Regions from separate parts of the Mus musculus genome. Here region 1 is linked to region 2. A link is a contact called in public Hi-C data. All regions are on one chromosome and are shown on one strand. The core of a region is the stretch at or near the end of the contact, and the rest is flanking DNA. Distances in the headings are between cores, read along the strand shown.

Evidence for each region. A called contact is a pair of places that touch in the nucleus more often than the background predicts.
Region 1: a Hi-C map of the N1E-115 cell line shows a contact between it and region 2, with 8 times the contacts expected there. The contact joins two enhancer-like sites. A contact is called at or near these places in 1 of 484 Hi-C or Micro-C datasets (the N1E-115 cell line) and 2 of 115 datasets of contacts at active chromatin or transcription factors (cardiomyocytes and embryonic stem cells).

What each region holds. Positions count from the first base shown.
Region 1 is chr16:85,675,510-85,679,624 of GRCm38.p6, reverse strand. No RefSeq gene overlaps it. Among named protein-coding and RNA genes, the nearest start is that of Gm52244, 120 kb to the right of the region's middle. Within about 2 kb of position 1,899, at least 8 of the 459 cell types and tissues checked have an H3K27ac peak or open chromatin away from gene starts, as enhancers often do. A contact at or near this core is called in the N1E-115 cell line, where this site is marked.
Region 2 is chr16:85,384,720-85,388,968 of GRCm38.p6, reverse strand. No RefSeq gene overlaps it. Among named protein-coding and RNA genes, the nearest start is that of Gm41483, 63 kb to the right of the region's middle. Within about 2 kb of position 1,983, at least 2 of the 459 cell types and tissues checked have an H3K27ac peak or open chromatin away from gene starts, as enhancers often do. A contact at or near this core is called in the N1E-115 cell line, where this site is marked.

The DNA of each region.
Region 1 (4,115 bases), core at 650-3,149, 290 kb before region 2:
GCCTACCCACTTTGATAATTTTCCCACTCCTGTGCTTTTTAAATAGGACACCTATTTAACAACATTGCCAGTGAGCAATCAGAGTTAGTCAAAAGCGCTTCTTTACCTTCCTGTACTCCAGATCTTAAACTGGCCTCAGTAATGTCTTTGCAAAGACAGAGACTCCCAGCAACATTCTTGGGACCTTCATAAAGAGAGAGGAGAGGTGAGAGAATGTCCTAAGTCTTCCCTCCAAGCCTCAGCCATAAGTTTTTGATACACAGGTGCTAAGGAACCAGGCACCTCAACCTTGAGTTGTTGTCAGAAAACAATAAAGTGAGAAATGGAAACAGGAATCACTTTGACACAAGCATTCCCTAGGACTGAATGTTATTCTGGGTTTTATGTCTGCAGGTTTTATACAGCAAGGTGGGCTGTTCTCAGAGAGAGAGAAGGATACAGAGATGGCCTGTCCTTAGGGAGAGAGAGAGAGAGAAGGATACAGAGATGGCCTGTCCTTAGAGAGAGAGAGAGAGAGAGAGAGAGAGAGAGAGAAGGGAAGAAGGCAAGGGGGAACCTGCTGGAAGAAACCTTGACACATCCCAATGACTGGCTCAAGAGAAATTGAGTGAGATTGGAATTCTGCCATTGGTTCATTCATGGCTCTTAGCCAGAGGCTGAAGATCTCTCCCGAGGGGTTGATGGAGCCTCCTTTCTGCATTTATCATGACAAGTGATCATGAGGAAGGAGCCTCTGAAGGAACAGTTAAATGAGTTGTTTTCCTGTATTCAAGCACATCTCTACACACACACACATACACACACACACACACACACACACACACACACACAGAGACAGAGAGACAGAGACAGGGAGATAGAGAGATAGACACAGAGACAGAGAGATCTGTTTTTGTTTACTATTTGCACAGGAGTTTGGTTTTAATATATTAATCAATCATGAAAAAAAAACCCTCAGGAAAAGTTTATGAGCAAGAGGGAAATCCGTTGGCCTCCTGTCTTGTACATCTACATTGTATTTAACCAGATGGTTTCATGACATTTGCTGAGTCCAGCATAGTACAAAGTATAGCTTCATCAAACCCTGTAGCATGCTGTCTTGGTGGATCCATATCCAGATGATGGATAATTTCACCAACTGACAACTGTACTGCTTTCTGGTATGGAAGTGAAAAGGAGAAATTTACACTATCATTTATAAGTTAAATGAACTTCCTTGTGTAACCACTAGATGGCACTTTTAACCCACAATCAGCTACCACTAAAACTGATACTTTATTTTTATTCAAACATTCTTACTATTTGAGAAAGGATGGAATATAAGAGAATATTATGTTTCTTTAAAAAATATTAATTGTAAGTAAAATCTACCAAAGTATAGTTGAGTGTGACTTTTTAAAACATGAGCTTCATTTTAAAAAACAACTTAATGGCCAAACTGTGATCCTAGACTATTTAATGCACCAAACAAAAGATTTATGTAAGCCTACATTTTGAAATACACCAACATGTGAAATGCGGCAGCTGCAAATGAAGCAGGAAGTCTAGATTTTTCCTATTGTACTCCACTTGACTGCTAAAAAGCAGAATTCATATGTCTCCTTGGGCCTATGTTTTCACAATTTTTTGGAAACTCAAACTCAGTCTCGTGATGACTTCATTCGCTTAAATAATGTTTTTAAATTGTAGTTTACACAAAGCAGAAAACAACTTCCCAACCAAAGGTTTATAAAAAAAGGTCTATGTTGGACCCGTGCTGATGCTGATGACTTGAAAACAAATGATAATGTACGCTGAGCAATCTCAATGCGATGAGCACCGGCTGACTAGTCTCCCACACATGAGGAGAGATGATTAGGAAGAAGTGTGTGTTTCCACAAAAAGTAACGGCAGCGCTGACAATGTGGGTCAGCGCTCAGTTACAGGAAGATCGTAATAACCTCAAATGTAGTTCCCAGTCCCGGGAACACAGAACACTGGCTCCGGGGACCACAATTTGCAAGATGCAGCCAATCATATTGGCTATCTCCTGACGAAATCTAATCACTATTACTATCAAGAATGTCCCAGGAAGAGCGCATTTCATCTTCAACAGGCTTTGCAAGAAGGGTCAGGGAAAGCGAGGAGTAACCCTTCTCAAAAAGCCTGTTGAAGATGAGACATCTTCCCATCTCCCAAACATAGCACTTACATATCTCTGCTTTCATCTTGCCCTTCAGGAGAACTGGGATTCTCTGGGAATTGGCAGCCTTAGCTACAGCTACGTAGAGCATCAGACCACAAAGTGTCTGCTTCGCAATGAGGTGGAGGCAAAAGGAAAGCAAAGGAAGAAGAGCTCATGAAACCAGCCAGGACTTTCCAAGCTCTGAAGACCAGGGCACGTGCAGGTTCTCTGATGCCACCTAGTGCTCAAAGCTATATCAGATCGTTGTAGCACTGGTTCCCAAGTAACCCCCAGGAACGCTAGCCTCGATCTCATCCAATGGGTCCGGTAAAACAGATAGCCATTTCCTGTGTGACAGATGGAACCATAGGCATCTAACAGAAAAGACAGTTTGTGGGAGAAGAATGTGCCGACAGCGCTTGAGTTTACATGTGTTTTCCACAAGGCCTTTGTAGAACAAACAGCCCACTTTATCACCAGCACCGCCTTCCTTGCTGTATCATAATCGCACGGAAAGGAACATTTCGAAGACTTGGGTCTTTAATACGCTCATCTTTTATAGCTTTAAAATCATATAATGGTGGTGTCATTTTCTCGGAGCTCCCTGATGGAGCCCTGGCAGGTCCTAAAAAGCTTTGCAAAGTCAGTCTCCAGGTTGTTGGCACCATGGGAGAAATGCCCTTCTCAACCCCAGGAGAACAGTGGAAAACAAGAGCACACAAACAAGTCTTTTCCCTTCTCATGTTTGACTTCAGCTCTCTGAATTAGTTTTTCGGGTTGCAGGGAAGAAGCACCATGAACATGGTGGCTTAAAGCTCCAGATGGAGCCCAAAGACACAGTGAAGAATCAAAATGTCTACATAATCCCAATCCCTTGGTGCCTGGCCTCTGCCAGCTCTGGGGGACTGTCACTCCTCTGTCCTCTGGCATGCAGCTACATCATTCCTGTCATGCCTGTGTGCACGATGCCACTCTATCTACATTTCTGTTTTCACATGGTTTTCCCTCTTATAAGGATCACCAAAATTAAGTATATATAGTGTTCTTGTTCTCGCGTGATTGTATATGTGAATACCCTATTCCCAAAGGTTACTGTCTCAGGGACAAAGAGACAGATATCAACATATCTCCATAGAGACCACAGTTCACCACCCTTCCATCATCCTAGGTGTTTGGCTAAGAAGAATCTAAGACAAAAGGAAAAATCTGACAAAATCAGAGTTTCATAACAATGCATTATATCAATTCTCAAAGCGATTTAGCACCACTTTACTGACTTCCTTCTCTAAAGATGTCTCTGAGACACACAGACCCATACGGTTATCCACATAGGTACCCCACGCTTGCCAGCCAAGAAGCCTATAAGACATAATCTAGCCAAGAATTCCTCACAAAGTAAGGAATAAATCTGTCTTCTCCACAGTTTCCCCAAACACACACACACACACACACACACACACACACACACGAGAGAGAGAGAGAGAGAGAGAGAGAGAGAGAGAGAGAGAGAGAGAGAGAATATATGCACATACACACTAAATATCAGAGTAATTCTACAAATACAAATCAAATAACAGACATAAATGAAGCCCACTTGATTTTTCCATATCATTTCACCTCAGTTACTGCTTACTGCTTTTTCCTTCCTTGGCAATAACAATCCTTCCAGTATTGAGAACTTAGGGCATTCAAAATGGTTCATTTTACTTAATATTTCTGAATAAGGTTACTTTTAAAAGAATACATTAAGCAAGTTTAAGAGTTTAATATTTGCATCGAAATAGAAGGCAAGTGTGTAGAGCTATCATCAAAATGAAGAAATGGATTCATTTTATCTACCTTCTAAATCATAAGTTCTTATGAAACATCAATATTGTTTACGAAGGCAGCAAATTGGATTTTCTTTGGGGGTGATATGGCAGATGATAACAGCTGACTTAGTAAGAACTTG
Region 2 (4,249 bases), core at 734-3,233:
AGAGTGTGTGTGTGTCTGTCTGTCTGTCTGTCTGCCTGCCTGTCTGTTCACACATGCAAGAGCACACAGGTATTGTGGAGACCTCAGGCACTGGATCCTCCTAGAAGTTGTTTATGATGATCCAGTAGGGCTGCTGGGAATGGAAACTTAGTCCTTTGTAAGAGCAGTTCATGCCCTTAACCAGTGAGCCAGGTCTCTAGCTCTCAAATGTGATTTTTAAAATGATGCAAGATTAGCAATTTTTGTAACATGGTAATGCATATCTATAAGCCCAGAACTCACACATACAGAAGAATCAAGGTCACTGTGGTCTACATAGTAAATCAGGAACTCATCTGAGTTCTACTGTAAGTCTCTGTCTCAGAAAACAACACCAATAGAAATAATTGATCATCAAAACTGACATAGAGAATGCAAAACTTGGAATGGAACCATAGGCATGGTAAAAAACATGTTCATCTCATCCATATGTAAACTGAAGCCCCAAGAAGCCAGTGGCCACAGAAATAGGTCTACAGAGCTGGAAAAAGACCCAGTATTAGCCACACCCAATTACCTTAGCTATTTAGAAGGAGTGTAGATTCAAGGCATGCTTGAACTACAGAGTGAGTTCAAGTCTGGGAAACGTCTTGAGAGCCCATCTAGAAATAAAAAGAATAAAGGAAAGTAGGGATGAAGCTCAATGTCAGAGTACTTGCTCAGCACGCACAAGGTTCGAGATTCAATCTCTACTGCAAGGTTCTAGTTTTCATCTCTAGTGCAGACAAAGAAACGTGTAATTAACTAATTCCTGAATCTCGACAGCACACATATCTACTTTTGTGAATGAAGCTGCACAATTCAGTGAAAGTTAAGATGGCATGCTAAATTATAACTGGCAAAAATTTATGTCCTAAAGTTTATGTCCTTACTATCCATGTGACCTGTGGGTGATTACTGCCAGAAATTACTGTTCATTGTCAGTTCACCAAACATGGCAAACTGTAATGGCAGTCTCGGGCAGAGGGAATGAAGTTTGAAGGTGCCCTGTTCTTTCTTCTCCCATCACCTCCCATCAGAGCCCAACACCTCCTCATCGGAGAAGACAGGAGAAAGATCGAGGCTGATTAGACAAGAGTGAACAAGGATGTGCTTCCCGGATATTAAATGCAGAGATGCAGAAACCATTTTAAAAGGAAAAAATTTTTCATAAAATATGCAAACAGAGATGCTAACGAAACCTTGAAGGGTTTCGCTGAAGTCTCGGCAGATTCATTTCTGACATGCCCTTCCTGTACATGGGACAGTCCTCAGAGAGAAAGATGCCCAGTGACTGCAAAGGAGTCTGAAATATTGAGGATGGGGACTCTTGTTCTTGGTGGGTAGAGAAAGAACTGTGCTAAGAAGAATCTGCAGGAAAATAGGAGGAAAGAATAAATCAGGGACCTGGCTGAAGGAGGCAGCAAGAGACCAAGGCTTGAATCCATAAAGAGACTGCATCATACCAAGCAAAGTCTTGATCATCAATAGCCCTGAAAGGCAGAAAGATCACGCATGGGTAACCAGCTTGGTTCTGTATTCTTTTTCCAATGGGGGGGTGGGGGGGCCTTACTTACTCTGGAAAACCAGTGACTATGACTCATTTCTTTGAATCCAAACCATGTGAGTAAATTGACAAATGACGCTCAAGAAAAAAAGGGTGTTTGCCCAGAGGACCAGAAACAATGGCCCTTCTCTCTTTCAATACATTAACCTTCAGGGAAGAAAAGTGGCTTTAAGGACAGAGGAAGCCGCCACTTCCCAAGCATTAAAAAGATTAAGGGAAATCGTATTGGACTGGAGCAGAGAGGAAATTATTCGCCTGTCTCAGAGAGGACATTTCTGTTGTTATTACTTCTATAAACCATCCTCACCCTCAGCTCCAAATCCAGCTGGGCTGATGGGATTTGTTGAGGCAATATATCAAATTAGGCCTGTTGGGGGAACTCCAGAGAGAAGCCTGGAGCCAAGGAGTGCCCTGAAATTTATCTAAATGACAAGATAGTTAGAACAGCACAACCCCTTGCTTGCCAGACACTGTAAACACCAAAGCCCCAAAAGTCCTAATTAAAAGAAGGCCAATGTCTTTAGCTCCGGGGAAGATGGCCAGAGTTACCCGAGGAGCTACCTAAAATCCCTTCAACCAGGCATGAACTTGGGTGAGAATTAAAGGAAATATCTCTTTCTGAGAAAAATCAAAAGCAACATTAGGAGAAAATTAGAATCTAAAATCATGCACACTGCTCCATCCAATCTGTCAGAAATGATCAACATTACAGAAACATTGAAAAACAAGTCAATTGTTTAAATGGTTTTAAGGAGAGAAGATGTGGGAAGCTATTCAGGGGCTGAACTTTGGTTAAAAAGCTCTGAGCATCCAAGGAGCCCTCTGTCCCCTATGCTGCTAGGCATTTATTAACCCAAATGTGGTAAGGCATGAAGGATGTTGAGCAAAGCCACAAGACACATTCAAACACTCCGCATGGAAAGCACACTTGCTTATGAATACATACACTCTTGGTGATCCATAGAGCACTTGGCTTTTTCACACAGAGCAGCAAACCCTTCTTTCCTCCTGACTCTCACCAGTCACTCCTGTCACATTTCTTAAATGCCAGATCTAGGACAGAGTTCTACGGAGAGTGTTGAGTTAGCAGACGGGCATGGGGTTCAGCACAAGAGATGGAATGGAAAGAAACAAGAAGACACTGGTTAAACAGAAGAGTCAGTTAGCTCCTGGGGATCTCTGAAGTAAGACTGTCCCTGCAGAGCAGATGTGAGCACAGCCAAAATGACCAGGATCGGACATGTCCACTGATTGGAATTCACCATAGCTCAGGAGGATCCTGAAGGGGCTGACAGCTGAGGATGGACAACAACTGCATCCCAACAGCAGGGACAACAAATCCTCCCTCCCAAGTGAGATCTGGGCTGCACAACATGCCAGCTCCCACATGCCTTATCTGCTCTTCCTAGATATGCAAGACAAACGTAGATGGAGTTTGAACTCTCTGATCTTTTTCAATACAGATTCATAGTAAAGAAAGAAAAATTGCTGAGCACGAAGGGAAAAAAAAAAACCCAGTTGATTCCAAGAACCAGGAAGAATTAACAACAGCTTCTGCATCTTCAATCATGAAAAGAAAATGGAAAAAATTCTTCTGTTTTAAAAATAAACTTTTCCCAGGACAGCATGAGGGCCCAGTGGAGAAAGGTGTTTGCTGTGAAGCTTGACAATTTAAGTTCACTTCCCGGGGCTTTGTAGTGGAAGAAGAACTGCCTCTCAAAAATACTTCATTGGCCTCATACATGCACTCTGCTACACCCATACACACTCATACAATAAATAAATGTGAAAGAAAATGCACTCCTTTTTTTTTGTCCCGAGAAATGCTTATGTTTCAATCCACAGTTCTTTATTGAGAGCCTCTTGTGTGCTCAGAATTATACTAGCTGAGGCTGTGGGAGATCAGAGAAATATTTAAAACCACCTCCGACTTAGAGCACATTGTGATGTAGACCCAAGAGGAAACAGGACATGCATGCATAGAATATCTGCTTACTGTATTGCATTCTCCCAGGAGATTGGCACAGTCAGGTAAAGCGAAGCGACAATGGAAACTCAGTTCTAAGCCTGGCTTCTGAATTCGATGTCTTAAGTTGGTTCCATTAATGATGTGGGTTTGGACAAGGCACCCAGGTGTCTGAGGATAAATTTCCATAGCGTAACATTGGATCTACCATATGTACTTACATTTGTATTATGAAAATTAAATCCAACGGCTGTGTGAAGCATGGAGAAGAGTGCAAATGTTTGCTTCCCCCCCCCCCCCGACTCTTGGCATGTCAATGCTAAGTTTTAGATTAGTGTCCCACAGTAGCAGTTTTGTTAACAGCTTAGACTGATGTCCCTAGTCTTATTGGGAGATACTGGAACCTCAACAAATGAATCCCAGTGGGAGGAAGTTGGGCTATCAGTGACATAGCATTGTTATGGTCTTCTTGTTACTGTAGTGAGAAAACACATTGGCCCAAACCAACATGGGCAGGAGAAGGTTTGTTTCAGCTTACAGCTAAAGAGAAGTCAGGGCAGGAACTCAAAGACAGAAACCTGGAGTCAGGAAGTGAAGTGAGGCATGAAGGAATGCTGCTTACTGGATTGCTCCTTTTGGCTTTCTTAGCTATTATTTTATATAATTCAATACCATCTGCCAGGGAGTGGCATCACCCT